4 separate regions of the Mus musculus genome follow, and all the other regions are linked to region 4. The links are chromatin contacts, called in public ChIA-PET, HiChIP or PLAC-seq and promoter capture Hi-C maps. All regions are on one chromosome and are shown on one strand. Each heading gives the region's core, a stretch centred on a gene start, on an enhancer-like site or on the middle of the called end of the contact. The rest is flanking DNA. Distances are from core to core; before and after follow the strand shown.

What was found. Promoter capture Hi-C pulls out the DNA fragments that hold promoters and counts their contacts. ChIA-PET counts read pairs in DNA pulled down with a chosen protein or histone mark. HiChIP or PLAC-seq counts read pairs in DNA pulled down with a chosen protein or histone mark.
Region 1: an HNF4G HiChIP or PLAC-seq map of pancreatic cancer cells shows a contact between it and region 4. The contact joins the promoter of Vps28 here to the promoter of Gsdmd in region 4. A contact is called at or near these places in 1 of 39 promoter capture datasets (the HPC-7 cell line) and 2 of 115 datasets of contacts at active chromatin or transcription factors (bone marrow-derived macrophages and pancreatic cancer cells).
Region 2: a contact with region 4 is called in a promoter capture Hi-C map of liver, with 2.8 times the contacts expected there. The contact joins the promoter of Ly6f here to the promoter of Gsdmd in region 4. A contact is called at or near these places in 2 of 39 promoter capture datasets (the 3T3-L1 cell line and liver).
Region 3: an RNA polymerase II ChIA-PET map of memory CD8 T cells shows a contact between it and region 4, with 17 read pairs. The contact joins the promoter of C030006K11Rik here to the promoter of Gsdmd in region 4. A contact is called at or near these places in 2 of 115 datasets of contacts at active chromatin or transcription factors (bone marrow-derived macrophages and memory CD8 T cells) and 2 of 9 other capture datasets (adipose tissue and liver).

What each region holds. Positions count from the first base shown.
Region 1 is chr15:76,624,401-76,627,617 of GRCm38.p6, forward strand. Vps28 (vacuolar protein sorting 28) reads right to left here and starts at 1,684. Exons shown (of 10, transcript NM_025842.4): 1 at 1,589-1,684; 2 at 734-805; 3 at 192-220; 4 at 48-85. The coding sequence starts at 770. Tonsl (tonsoku-like, DNA repair protein) reads right to left here. Exons shown (of 26, transcript NM_183091.3): 26 at 1,837-2,082. The coding sequence ends at 1,901.
Region 2 is chr15:75,267,154-75,270,191 of GRCm38.p6, forward strand. It overlaps Ly6f (lymphocyte antigen 6 complex, locus F), which reads left to right and starts at 1,268. Exons shown (of 4, transcript NM_008530.2): 1 at 1,268-1,327; 2 at 1,549-1,646; 3 at 2,627-2,743. The coding sequence starts at 1,577.
Region 3 is chr15:76,722,497-76,725,763 of GRCm38.p6, forward strand. It overlaps C030006K11Rik (RIKEN cDNA C030006K11 gene), which reads right to left and starts at 1,349. Exons shown (of 3, transcript NM_145472.2): 1 at 1,159-1,349; 2 at 675-723; 3 at 1-487. The coding sequence starts at 1,320. The coding sequence ends at 42. Arhgap39 (Rho GTPase activating protein 39) reads right to left here. Exons shown (of 12, transcript NM_001168288.2): 11 at 2,827-2,996; 12 at 1,489-2,680. The coding sequence ends at 2,486.
Region 4 is chr15:75,860,579-75,863,738 of GRCm38.p6, forward strand. Gsdmd (gasdermin D) reads left to right here and starts at 1,761. Exons shown (of 11, transcript NM_026960.4): 1 at 1,761-1,903; 2 at 2,827-3,050. The coding sequence starts at 2,831.

The DNA of each region.
Region 1 (3,217 bases), core at 434-2,933, 760 kb after region 4:
TGTGCGTATGTGTGCATGTGCATGTGTGCGTGGCAGCTTAGACTTACTTCTCCCGCTCCCGAGCATTCTTGTAGAGCTTTACTTCCTGTTGGAAAAGCAGGCAAGAGTCAGTCAGCATCTCCAGGCGTGGTTATAGAACCAGTGACAGCCACATGGTGTTTGCAGTGGCCAGGTGAGGATCTGCTACCTACCTCATACAGCTCCGGCTTGTTCCCAGGGGCTGCAACAGAGCAAGGAGGAGCTGACAAGGGTGACCCCAGGACAGGCCCACTTCAGTTACGTCCCAAGAAGGTGTCTCCCATGCCATGTATCACAGAGCTCAAAGGGAAGCACAGAATAGGGGCTCCAGCCTCACCTCCTACCAATATGGCCTCTAAGAGGCTACATACAGATTGCTAGGTTTAGCTCTCTTCCCCCGCCAACATGACTGTAGTTTGTACACAGAACCACAACTTGGTACAAATAAAAGCCTGTCAGATGCTTCACACATGCAGTTGGAGACCCAGAGTTGCTCAGGATGCCAGAGGTTCTGACCACATTGGAGTATATTCTCGCTCCCCAGCAGGGTATTGCAGGGGCCCTCAGATTCCCACCAGAAATAATTCTGGCCCTAGTCATTACCCAGGGCCTAATGACTACGGGATGGACGTAGCAGTGTGGTCCTTTCCCAACAGCCCCTGCAACAGGGAAAGCCTTGGCTCCTCCCCTTCCTCCCAGTTTAGCCTACACTCACCTCCAACACCAGGAGTAGCTGGGATCCCGTGGAACATCCTGCAGGCCCAGGCAGCTATACAGCACAAGAGACCTGGAAAGCAGAGCCAACACTAACTCAAGGGTCCCCTTACACCTTAAGAACTGGGCTCTGGAGATCAGAGCGTTGTGAACAGCTTTCCTGCTCTCTACAGGAACGGCACAGGATGCTAAAGGACTGTCATGGGGGAATGTCATGTCAGGCTTTGAGGATGAACATCGAGTGCCATGGGAGTCCTGCCTGTTAGCTGGGTTAGGGTAGGGAAGAGTAGCTGTTAGAACTGGGGCAGCATCTTGGGCACAGGGGAAGGGCATTGTTGCAACATCTTTCAGTGGAAATGAACTGAGACTAGGTGTCCGGGGCTTTCTGTGTGTGAGGGAAAGTGTGGAGGTAGGTTTTACCCTAATCTGTGGGAGATACTGGAGAAATGAATAAGGGCAAGCTTATTGGTTGATGCGGCAAAGTGGCGGAGGCAAGGCCCAGGATAGGTCCTGTCTAATAAGGAAGCCAGCCCAGACACGCCTCAGGATTTGAAATGGGGTGAAAACAAATGTTCAAGGAAGATGGTCAAACTGAGATGGAGTGGCTTGAGGAGCAGCGAGAGCTACCGAGGTCGCAGGAGCTAGGAATAGCCGGCGGAGTCGCAGAAGAAAGGTGGGTACCCTCACAGACAGGGGAACCTGAACTGTGGACCAGCAATGCCACTTGACAGCGCCCATCACCTACTGAGACACTGGCCGCGCGGCAAGGGCCGCTGAGCCCCAGAGGAGACGGGACCGGGACACCTAGACCAAAGGGTTCCTATGAAGAGGGGACCCGGCCACCGCCGCTGTGTACCTGGGGCGTTTGGAGTCCCGGAGATGGCGACAGAAGCTCGGTGCTCGCTTTTTCCGCCTGCGCCTGCCGGGAAACCCGATCGGCAGCTCGGCACTCATCCTCTAACCTTGAGCCTACGCACATAGCAAGCCAAATCCATTGATCGGCACTCGGCTTTTTTTGCCTGAGCTTGCGCTCTGGAGTAGCTCCGCCTGTCAAGGCTTTTACAGCTCACATCGCCCACCCTTTTCGCAGAGAGCTGACACAAATGAGATAGCAGCATAGTTTATTAAGGTTTTTCTTTTTCTTCTGGAGGAAACGGCAGGACTAGGATCAGAGGCATTTAAAGAAGAGCTTGGAACTTTGGTCCATTGTGCACGCACCCTCTGGCAGTCTCTGACACACCGAGTCTCGGTCTTTGGTGCTCAGGTCTTTGGTGCACAGTTGCAACTCCTGCAACTGCACGAAGATCTTGTCCCAGAGGTCAGAGTTCAGCGGCCCTTGAATAGAGCAGCCTGTGGGGGTGAGGAGGAGGTAGGTTTAACTTACACACCCACAGGAGGCATAGTGCTTATGTTGTACCTCGGAGCCTACATTTTGGCTTGTCCCATCATAAAAAGGACTCAATATATCTGTATACTGTGGGCCCTCGGATCTCTGGAGGCTAGTGAATGCCAGGCCTTGATCAAGTCAGAGATCCCAGTAGGCTCAAGGTTGTCAGGGAACTGGATGAAGCGCACAGCTGCCAGAAATACCATTGTGTTGGGAAGAGGGGGTGAGATACAGGAAAAACCCAGGGACTCCCCTGTGCTCAGTTTTTATCCTCCAGGGGGAAAGGCTGCCACCCTCAAATCTCAGCTGGGCAAGGCAGTGGCAGGCCAGGCCATCAGGCACACTTATAAGGTGGAGAGTGCGTTGGTGTAACGGGACAAGCTAGCTTATTAGTAGATAAGGCAAGGAAGGAGGGAGGGGGGCAGGTTGAGAGAGCAAGCACCCCTTAAGCGGAACTTGGATCACTGACTGGTGGACAGGAATGAGGAAATAAGGTTTTCTGCAAGTAACAATGATTTGCTACCCTCCTGACCCAGAAAACCCCGCAAAAACAAAAGGTCCAAATCATGCCTGCCCTGGTGGCATCCGCCTTTAATCTCAGTCCTCTCCAGGTAGAGAGGAAACTTTACAGAGCTCCAGAACAGCCAGGACTACACAGAGACACCCTGTCTCAAAAAACAACAAACAATTTGCCACTCCAAAAGGAGGTTCAAATCTTCATGATCATTTTAAGAATACCCGAGGAGCTGCCTAGGCTGTGAGGGGGTGTGCATGTGTATCTGAAAAATGTCACTTTAAAGAAGCAATGTGCATTGTTTCAGAGGTCTGTCTATAAAGGTGGAGTTGGAAAATGTTTGCCAGGCCAGTCAGTCAGTGGCCCCCAAAGAAGTTTTGATATATGTTCTCTTACAAAGTTTGGATATATGTTCTCTCTGGTCACTGTTGAGTTTTTATGGTGAACTAACCCATGGGTTCCCCCTGTAAGTAAGTAAGATGATTCTCACTGAGAAGGAATAAACTGTTCCTAGCCAAAAGAGAAGGCTGCACAGAAGAAAGGATATCCCACAACCAAAAGCTAAAGGAACAGCTGGGCAGTGG
Region 2 (3,038 bases), core at 18-2,517, 590 kb before region 4:
CTTAAGTGGATGTGCTCACCTTCACTGATGCTGTGGTCCATTTTCTGACTCATTGTCCTCTGAGCATACCTGTTCATTTACTGTGGCATCATCTCAGGATGATTTCCAGCTCAGGTCTCATTCGGTGCCTAGCCTTCCTACTCTAACCTGTATCAGTGCCTTGTAGACACTTACATGGGCTACTTACTGTGCTCTCAGCTCCACTAGGTTAGGAAACTCAGACTCTGGCTTGCTGTGGAGGCCCTGCTGCTCATCCCAAGGCTGGGCCACAGATGCCATCAATATTTGGCTAATTAGTAAGGTTTGAGTTATTACAATACCATGCCACATGGTAGTGACATAAAGGCCAAGGAAACTTATGTCCTTTTTGGGACACATTGGACTAGGACCTCATAGGTGAGGAGACAGGGCACATACAAACTGGAGGAGGAAGAAATAGCATGTGGCTTCTTCATGGTGGCTTCTGGGCAGCAGGGACACTGGGGTCATCCACCCTCTGCAAAAAAAAGCCTTGTGCCATGAAAAGAACTGCCTTGACTCTAGCTACCAGATGCTAATAGCACCTGCAGCCCCTTATATCACCCAAACATATCAGACACTGCTTAGTAACTTCCATCCCAGTTGTCAGTAAATTCTTTGCTCAGGACTTGCACTTTTTGAATATAAGACCCTGTAGAGCCAGTCGCCAGGTATTTGTCAGTTGTTTGCCTGCTTATAAAAAGGAGGGCCCTGGGCTCTGAGCCACTGCAACTCATACCCTCTAATTTGAAACAAGAAAAAGTCTGGTGGTGGTGGCAAAAAACACAAGCTACAGCACTTGCCTTTGAAAGTATTGGTTGTAGCCAGCCTGGTATACAGAGCAAGTCCCCCGGACAGCCAAAGTTACACAGAGCAAATATGCCTCGAAAAACAAAAACAAAAACAAAAGATGAAGGGAAACAAACAAACAAAAAAACTAGGAAAAGGCTGAGCAAGTTGCCTCTTTCCTTTGCTTTCTGAGGGCAAGCACAAGCCAACTGTGGCCCCTCCATCTCTGCTCTCTTATTCCTACAGCACCATTGTCTCTCCCCAACTGAGTGGTCCTCCCTCCTCAACAGCTATAAATCTTGCTGACCAGATCACCAACAAACCTTGCTAAATCTTAACCAATAAACATGTTGGCCTGGAGGAAGTAAGTATAGAAACCCCTCCCTCTTCAGGATGTCAGCTGGGAGGAGCTAAAGGAAATTAAAGTACTTACTTCAGTGCACATCTGACAGATCTTACCACTGTGCCTGCAACCTGGTCAGAGAGGAAGTAAGGACTGGTGTCAGGAGGGAGCTGCTAGGTGACAAAGGGAAGAGCCCTCAGGATAGGGCTGGGGTTGGGAGTGTGAGATTAGGAAGGAAAAGCTGGGTGGGTGGTGGATGAGAGAAATAGGCAGACATGTATTCCTTGGGGAAAGCTGGGGGGGGGGGGAGTGTTGGAGGGTGGGAAGAGTGGATGCTTGAGCCCTGTGAGAGCCCAGGGATGTGAATGATGATCTAATAACTGGCTTCAACTTCCAAGGTTTGATCTGTGCAGCCCTTCTCCAAGGATGGACAGTTGTCACACTACAAAGTCCTGTGTACTCATCCTTCTTGTGGTCCTATTGTGTGCAGAAAGAGGTGAGGTGGAAAATGAGAGATGGCCAGGAGGGTAAAATGGAGATGGCAAACTGCCTCAGGGTTGTGGTTACACCTGCACCTCCATTGTGTGCTCAGTGCCCAAGGTGTGCTGGTGTCAGGGGATTGGGAATCGGCTTGTGATGGGTGAAGCCTCATGTGTTGTGTGCTTTACTGGGTCTGTAACCCTGCCAGCGCCTGCCTTGCAACCATCACTACATACCAGAAAGACGTTTCAATGTTACTACCTGTGCCACAAACCCTGACCACCAGAGCAGCCTGTCCTTTAGACTCTAACCCTGCTGCCCTGGTCTACCAAGCAGGCCTCTGGCCTGGGTGCACACAAACTGGTAGAGGCTTCTTTTTCTGGCCTGAAGGCCAAGCCAAGGGTTTGGAATCCTCAAATCTTGGCATTTTACTTTTCCTTATGCCCAGCACATGCCACACGAGGCCCAAATGCTAGAACATCTCTATTCTAAGAAGTCTGAGCTTTCAGATACCCCTATACTTCTAGTTACATGTGTATTGCAGGAAACCTCATGGTGAGTCTGACCTTTGAGCTGGACTCTGGGACATTCAGTGCTTTGTCATGCTTCAATATACAGGGGCCAGCTCTGCAGGTGTAGGGTGGGACAGGTCAGAAAAGCCTTCCCTATCTGATGGCCCCACTACCTATTACACACCCACTCATTTCTTGAGCAGACATTTTGTATCTTTGTTTTCCCAATATGGTGATTGCCCCTCTAATTCCCCTTGGGGTGCAGGTCTCTGCTGTGGGTTTGGCTAGCTGAGGCAGCAGGGCCGAGCATACTTGAACAATGGAGGGTCATGGTTCACTTTTGCTTTTGGCAGAGGTGACTGGGCAGTAATATCCTTGCTCTGTCCTAGCACCCAGCAGCTGTGTGGAAGTAAAGACATTGGAGAGAAGGGTTCTGTTCTAGGAAGGGCATGAACTAGCCCTCATATATTGGCTTTTTTCTCAGCTCAGGGGCTGGAGTGCTATAACTGCCTGGGAGTTTCACTTGGAATTGCCTGCAAATCAATTACCTGCCCCTACCCTGATGCAGTCTGCATTTCTCAGCAGGTAGAACTTATTGTGGGTAAGTTCCCTGTGGCCTCCATAAAGATGGCTGAGGGTAGCTTGGAAGAAAACATCAGATCTGGGCACTTGTTAAGGACCATGGTTCTCCTCCCTTGAAACAGAGCTTTCTTGGGTTTGGAGTGGGATTCCTTCAAAGTGGGGGCTGTTGGGGTCCAGGGATATGCTGGGATGTGGATCATAAAGCAAGGCTGCCTACTGGCATGCACAGTGTTCATCTTCCTCCTCTGTCGCCAGTGCACTCAAGTGATGTTCCTACTCATGTGTTTCATCTAGGGTCTCACTGGCTCACTGAC
Region 3 (3,267 bases), core at 99-2,598, 860 kb after region 4:
GAGTTTGCTCTAACCCTCCCCACACAGCCCCAGCTGGAGTCTCAGGGCGGCGGGGCAGCGGGCAGCAGCGGGGCCAGATCCATAGTTAGGGCGATGCGGCGACCTTGCCAGTGTACGTGAGAGGGGACCGTAGGGGAGCTAGGCCCATACTCGAAGCAAGCGCTGAGCTCGAAGGCCAGGGCCGAGCGCACTAGACCCACACCGCCTGCGCGCTCCGGGGCCGGGTGGTACAGGCGCCCATTGGCCGCCAGGGGTAGCAAGCGAGCCGGCTCGAAGGGTATCGCCAGCGCCTCGCCACCGCCACAGTAGGAGAGACGAGGTGACTCGCTGTCGGAAGCCAGGAGGTGCGTGAAGACCACTGGCCGGTCTTCACAGCGCAGGAAGTTACGCTCTCTGCCGCAAAGCGAGAGGAAGGGGAAGGAAGCCTCGTAGCGCCCGCTGTGGTTGGGTCTCAGACGGGAGAAGAAAGTGACCAGGAACTGCAGGTCTGTGGGAACAAAAGGCACGATCATGCTCGGTGACCCAGCTTCCCCGACACGCTCCTTTTCCTGGGAATACCAGCACTGGCACGAGACAGCGGCCCCCCCTCGTGGATGGTGCCTTCCCTCAGAGTCGGGGAGCCGAGGCCCTGAAGGGTAGAGAGAGACACGAGGGAGCAGTGCAGTAAGCAATACCTTTGAAGCAGGTGATAAAGTTCTTCATTTTGGAGTCATCTAGGAAAAGCTGCAGAAGGGACACAGTGGACAGTAAGTCCTGGCAAGAAAGCCGGTGGTGTTCGCTGTCCTTGCTTTTCTGTCTAATGTGTTCAGGGGGGCATGTGGAAGGGCCCTGCGGACTCTCCCCACATCTACAGACAGGTTTCCAGGGTTGCAGCCCTCACCCCTTTTTCTACAGCAGGTTTGACAGCCGCTTGTCCCTAGCAATCGCGAGCAAGCACTCGGCTCTGGGACTGCTGCTAGGACAGGCTAGTGTGCGCGGGATTACGATGCGGTGAAAGCGGAAGGCCCCGGAATTAACTCTTCCAGCCTGGGCTTTGAAAGGTTCAAAGCCACGCGTAGCACCTATCCCAGGTCTCGCCTCTAGAACTACTCCCCACCCGGTGCCGATGGATTCCGCAGTCCCCTCAGGTCTCCTCCCTCTGTCACACGCCAGGCACACCTGGCCTTGGTGATCCACATAGTAGAAATACTCGCGGGTTCTGGGCTCCGGGCTTTGACCCTGTGTGTAGGAGACACGCTCGACCCCACTGCAGGTCCGAGCTCTCTGCGACCTCGCCAAGACTAGAGCCAAGTTACGCACTGCCCCACTAGGCGGCCACATTCTTCCACACCGGAAGCGGATCACACAGTGTTGTGCCTGGGGCTTTGGGTTCCGCCGGCAACACGTGCTCGGAGGGGCGGAGCTGTCTATCCCGCCCCCGGAAGTAGCTGCCAGACGTGGACTCCCCCGCCCCCTTGTCAGAAGTAACCTGAAAGAAACACAATCAGCGAGTGTGCACTTGAACTTTATTCACACGGAGCACTGTCCCCTCGAGCCACACGTACGAGGGAGCGCCTGCGGCCGAGAGGCCCTGGAGAGAGAGGCCAGGACCTCCGCATGACGGGACTTTTGTTTTTAATAAATAAAAACTCTAAAAATATATATATATAAACAGGAGAAATGAAGTTTGACAACTGTTGGAACTCAGATTCCAGAATGGAAAACGCAAACGAGTCCAGGCAGGTCTCATCCACGCGCCGCCCGTGTGTGGAGTTTGGTCAGAGGCCGCGAGGTCAAAGGAGGGTGGTGCTAACTTGCTCAGCGCGAGGACCGCAATGGCAGTTCAAGAGCTAAATAGCATCTGGTTAAAACTATGTCCTTAGCAAACTTAGTTCTGTCGTTCTATTTATATCTTTATACACAAGTAGGCTGGGTATCGGATAGATTCTGTAGTCAAAAAACAAAAAACCTCTCGCCCTCCCTCACCCGCCCCAAGAAAGCCTGCCTAGCCCTGGCCCTAACCCAGAGGGCTTTGGTTTGGGGCCTCCCCTTGCACAAAGACCTATTAGGCATCGAGCCGACGGAGCCAAGTCCTAGTAGTGGCCAGCACAGCTCTCCAGAACGCCTCTAACTCTCCTTCTGGCCCCAGCCAGAGGCCCCTAGACTAGGGTGGGAGGGATCAGGGCGAGAGTGCCTTGGTGGAGGATTGCCCTGAAGAGGGGACAAGGTCCTGTTGCCCTGAGCAACGCGGTATGTGCTTCAGCCGACCAGGAGGGCAGTGTCGCTCGGCTCCGGGAAACAGAAGGCACTTCTCGGGGCTGGCTTGCGACTGGCAGGGCGAGCCGGTACCTGCAGGAACTGGCCGCGAGATATGGCGCGGCTGCTTGGCCCCGGGAGGGCCTAGGGCGGGGCCGGCGTCTGGCGGGGCCTGGCATGCTGCCTCGCGCTGGGGCCTTCCCTCCCACCTTCCCGGGTGTCACCCTAGCAGGCGTCCATAGCCCGCGTGCTATAGCACGCCCTCCATGAAGCTGGTATCTAAATGCTGAATGAGCACTCGAAGGAAGGACATCTCCTTTCGTGTATTCTCGAAGATGACGCGAGGATCATCCGACTGGCAGCGCAGGCAGTTGGGTGCCATCACCATAGCCAGGTTGCTGACGTCCATTTTGGTGATGGCTACGTTGGCTGGCTGCACGAACACCTGTGTGAGGGGGTCCGGGTGAAGGGAGAGGAGAGCAGAGTGGAGGGTAGGCGTAGCTATTAGGGGATGAGCTGAACAAAGTGGAAGGTTGGCTGGGAAGGATGGTAGGTGGGCGTGGTGCGGCACTGGATGCAGATCATGCATACCTGGAGGAAGCGAATGAGGTAGCACAGCACCATTCGGTTGATGCGCGGTAGCGCGTGCACCACGGCCACAGCAGCCTCCGGGCTCTCGTAGTGCGCAATGCATTGTTCGTAGAATTCATGAGGAATCAAGGGCTCTTCCAGCTCCCGATACCACAGCTTCAGCAGCGATGCTGAGGGTGGGAGTGACTTAGGTGGTCTTGGCTTGGGAACCCCTAAGCCAAGCATCCACCAGAGGCCACATCCAGAGAAACAGGGTGTATGGGAGAATATGGAACAGGCTGGAAAGGGTCCCTCTAGCTAAAGCTGTACAGCCTGAGCCCAGATCTCAGAGACACTAGCTGCTGGAGGACCTGGGATCATTCTTGACAGTACAGGTATGTGTGCATGTGTCCACAATGGCTATACAACAGTGTGGGAGGATGTTTAGAATTCTTCTGAAGA
Region 4 (3,160 bases), core at 511-3,010:
CCATATGAGTGTTAGGAACTGATCTTGAATCCTCTGTAAGACTGCATATGCCCTTAACTGCGGGGCCATCAGACTGCACATGCTCTTAACTGCAGGGCCATCTCTATAGCCCCCCAGGAGTCCAGAGCTTTTTAAGTAAATGTCGTTATTGAGAAGCAATTCATATATCATACACTCGAGCCATTTAAAAGTGCATAATTCTGTGAGTCTAGTATATTCAAACATGTACAGGCAGGGTGGCTCATGCCTTTAATCCCAGCATTCACGAGGCAGAGGCAGGTAAATCTCTGTGAGTCCCAAGATAGTCTTGTTTATTTATTGAGCTTCAGGCTAGCAGGGGATACATAAAGAGACCCTGTCTCAAAGTTAAATTAAATAAACAAATGCATACATAAATAAACTCGTGTGGCTACTGCCCACACCCCAGGACACTGGCAACCATGAACAGTTGGCTTACTTGGGGGATTTCATACAAAATGGCTTGCACAGTGATGTGTCATTTTTTTGTTTGTTTGTTTGTTTGGTTGGTTGGTTGGTTGGTTGGCTTGGATTAGTTTTGGTCTGGCTTCTTCCGCTTGTGGCCGTGTTTTCAGGGTTTATCCACATTCTGCAATGTGTCTTATAGGTGTACTCAAGCTTCTCAGTAGCCATGCAAGCGCCCTATTGAGGGTTGGTGACAGAGCTTGGTCATAGGGGGCTTTCTTGCCTAGTGTGTGCAGGGCCCAGAACTGGACAAAATTTTAATCTATGTATGAATTGATTGTCATTCAGGTCACTTGAGGGTTATCTGCTTGACTCTTTAAAATGTTACCATGGAAACTGGAGAGATGGTGCAGGGGTTAAGAGCACTTGCTGCTCTTACAGAGGACGGGGACTCAAGTCCTGGCACCCACATATGGTGCACTTGCATATATGCAGACAAAACACTCCCACACGTGGGATATAAGTTTTTAAAATCTCAAGAGGAAAATTTAAACTCTACAGCAAACATTGGTGTAGGCATATCTGTTTGACCTTCTGTTTGCTGTATGAGAAACACTTCACCATTGATAGCCACAACCCCAAGATGACCTCTTGCTTTGGATATGCACCTACAAGTCCAATTGCTAGGTCACCTGGTAACTCTACATTCACCCGTTTGAAAAATTGTGGATGTATTCTAGAGCAGCTCTGTTTTCAATTTCCTGTCTGCAAGGACCATGGGGTTTGCTTTACTGCTATTTACTTAGGATGTCAGCCAGCAGAGTAGCTTTGATGCTATCTAGTTTTGATTTGCATTTTCCTGATAACTAATGGTGTGCTTGCTGGCAACTGGTTCAGTTGTGTATTCCTAGAGAAGTCCATTCAGATCTTTTACTATGGCCCAGGTGTTTAAGAAAGAATAAGTGAAGCCTGGTGGTGGTGGCGCACGCCTTTGATCCCAGCACTTGGGAGGCAGAGGCAGGTGGATTTCTGAGTTCGAGGCCAGCGTGGTCTACAGAGTGAGTTCCAGGACAGCCAGAGCTACACAGAGAAACCCTGTCTCGAAAAAAAAAAACCAAAGGGGGGCGGGGTGGGGGGGAAGCGCTGCGAACTTGGAGGAACCCGAACTAGAAGAAAGCGAAGCTCCCGGATCGCAGGGAATTCCCGAAGCCCAGGCGGGCTCCGGGGAGGAGGAGGAGGAGGAGGCTAGGGCAGGCTGCGCAGCTGTTCCGGGAGGGAGGGCTCCTTGAAAGCACCGCGCCCGCTACGTCGGGCTGAAGCTTTACGGTTTCACTTTTGTGTCCTGCCGCCTGAGTTCCGCTCTTGGTCGTGGCTCCCGTTGCTCCCGGGTTGAGCAGACAATAGACCCCTCCCCGGCATCCCAGCAGGTCCTCGCTTCGCTTGGTGGACCCAGATACCTCGGCAGGGGTGAAAAATCGAGGTGAGCCACCCTGCTACCCAGCTCTTCCAGAGCCCAGCCGCCCCTCCTCTATCTAGTGTGGTCTACGCTATGGCCTGGATGCTTGCTTGTTGAGTTGGGGATTTAGCCCTTCCCAGAAGCCCCACTATACCTTGAAGACAGTTTGAAGGGGCCCTAGCAGCTAGGGTCTACCCTCTATGGAGGTCACCCACTAGTGATACAGTGGGACAAGCCTGGTTTGGACTTGACACTGGGGCGGGAAGAGGGGACCGAGTGGGGGGAGGGGAAGGAGGGGGGACTCTCTAGGCTTCTGGGATGATTCCTTGACCCATAAGTCCCTCCCTGATCACCAAGGGCCTTCCTGCCTCACTCTCCACCGTTAGCCCAGAGACCCAGTTTCCTAGGTGTAGAGTTGTTCCTCCACAGTGCCCAGGTTGTCTGTCCCAGGCCTGTTTTGGCCTCTGACCCATGAAAGTTCAATCAGGTCAGGTAGCTCACAGAGCTGTACATGAGAGCCCTGGAGGAAACCACTGAGCCCTGGAACACTGGCTTTGCTGTGGGCTCCTGTGCTAAATCCCTTAGAAGTGGGGGCTTGTGTTCCTTCCCCAGCCTTGGCCCTCAGCCAGGGAGAGCAACAAGGTATCTTAGACTTTAGCAATTGGCCAAAGGCTATGCACAGTAATTAATGATGTAGATAGTATAGACCTACTACAGACTACCTCCTCCTCCTCCTCCCCCTCCCCCTCCCCCTCCCCCTCCTCCTCTTCCTCCTAAGTGCTGTGGCCCCAAGGAGAGACAGATAGGCGAGCCACGGAGTGAATCGTGTCTGTGTTGTGTTGGTCGGGCAGGAATGTGCCAGGACTAACAAGGCAAGGCTACTTTGAAGGGATGGGGTTCCTGAGTGCTGGAGGAACTAAGTACGGAGCCCTGCCGTCTGCCCCCAGGACCATGCCATCGGCCTTTGAGAAAGTGGTCAAGAATGTGATCAAGGAGGTAAGCGGCAGCAGAGGCGATCTCATTCCGGTGGACAGCCTGCGGAACTCCACCAGCTTCAGGCCCTACTGCCTTCTGAACAGGAAATTTTCAAGCTCAAGGTTCTGGAAACCCCGTTATTCATGTGTCAACCTGTCAATCAAGGACATCCTGGAGCCCAGTGCTCCAGAACCAGGTATCTTCTTTCCCATCTTGATCCCCCAAGATTGAACAGAAGGGAATGGGCAAAGCCCAGCCTGCCATCTAACTGGGCATGTTCAACTCTACTCCTCTGGTCCTATTTCC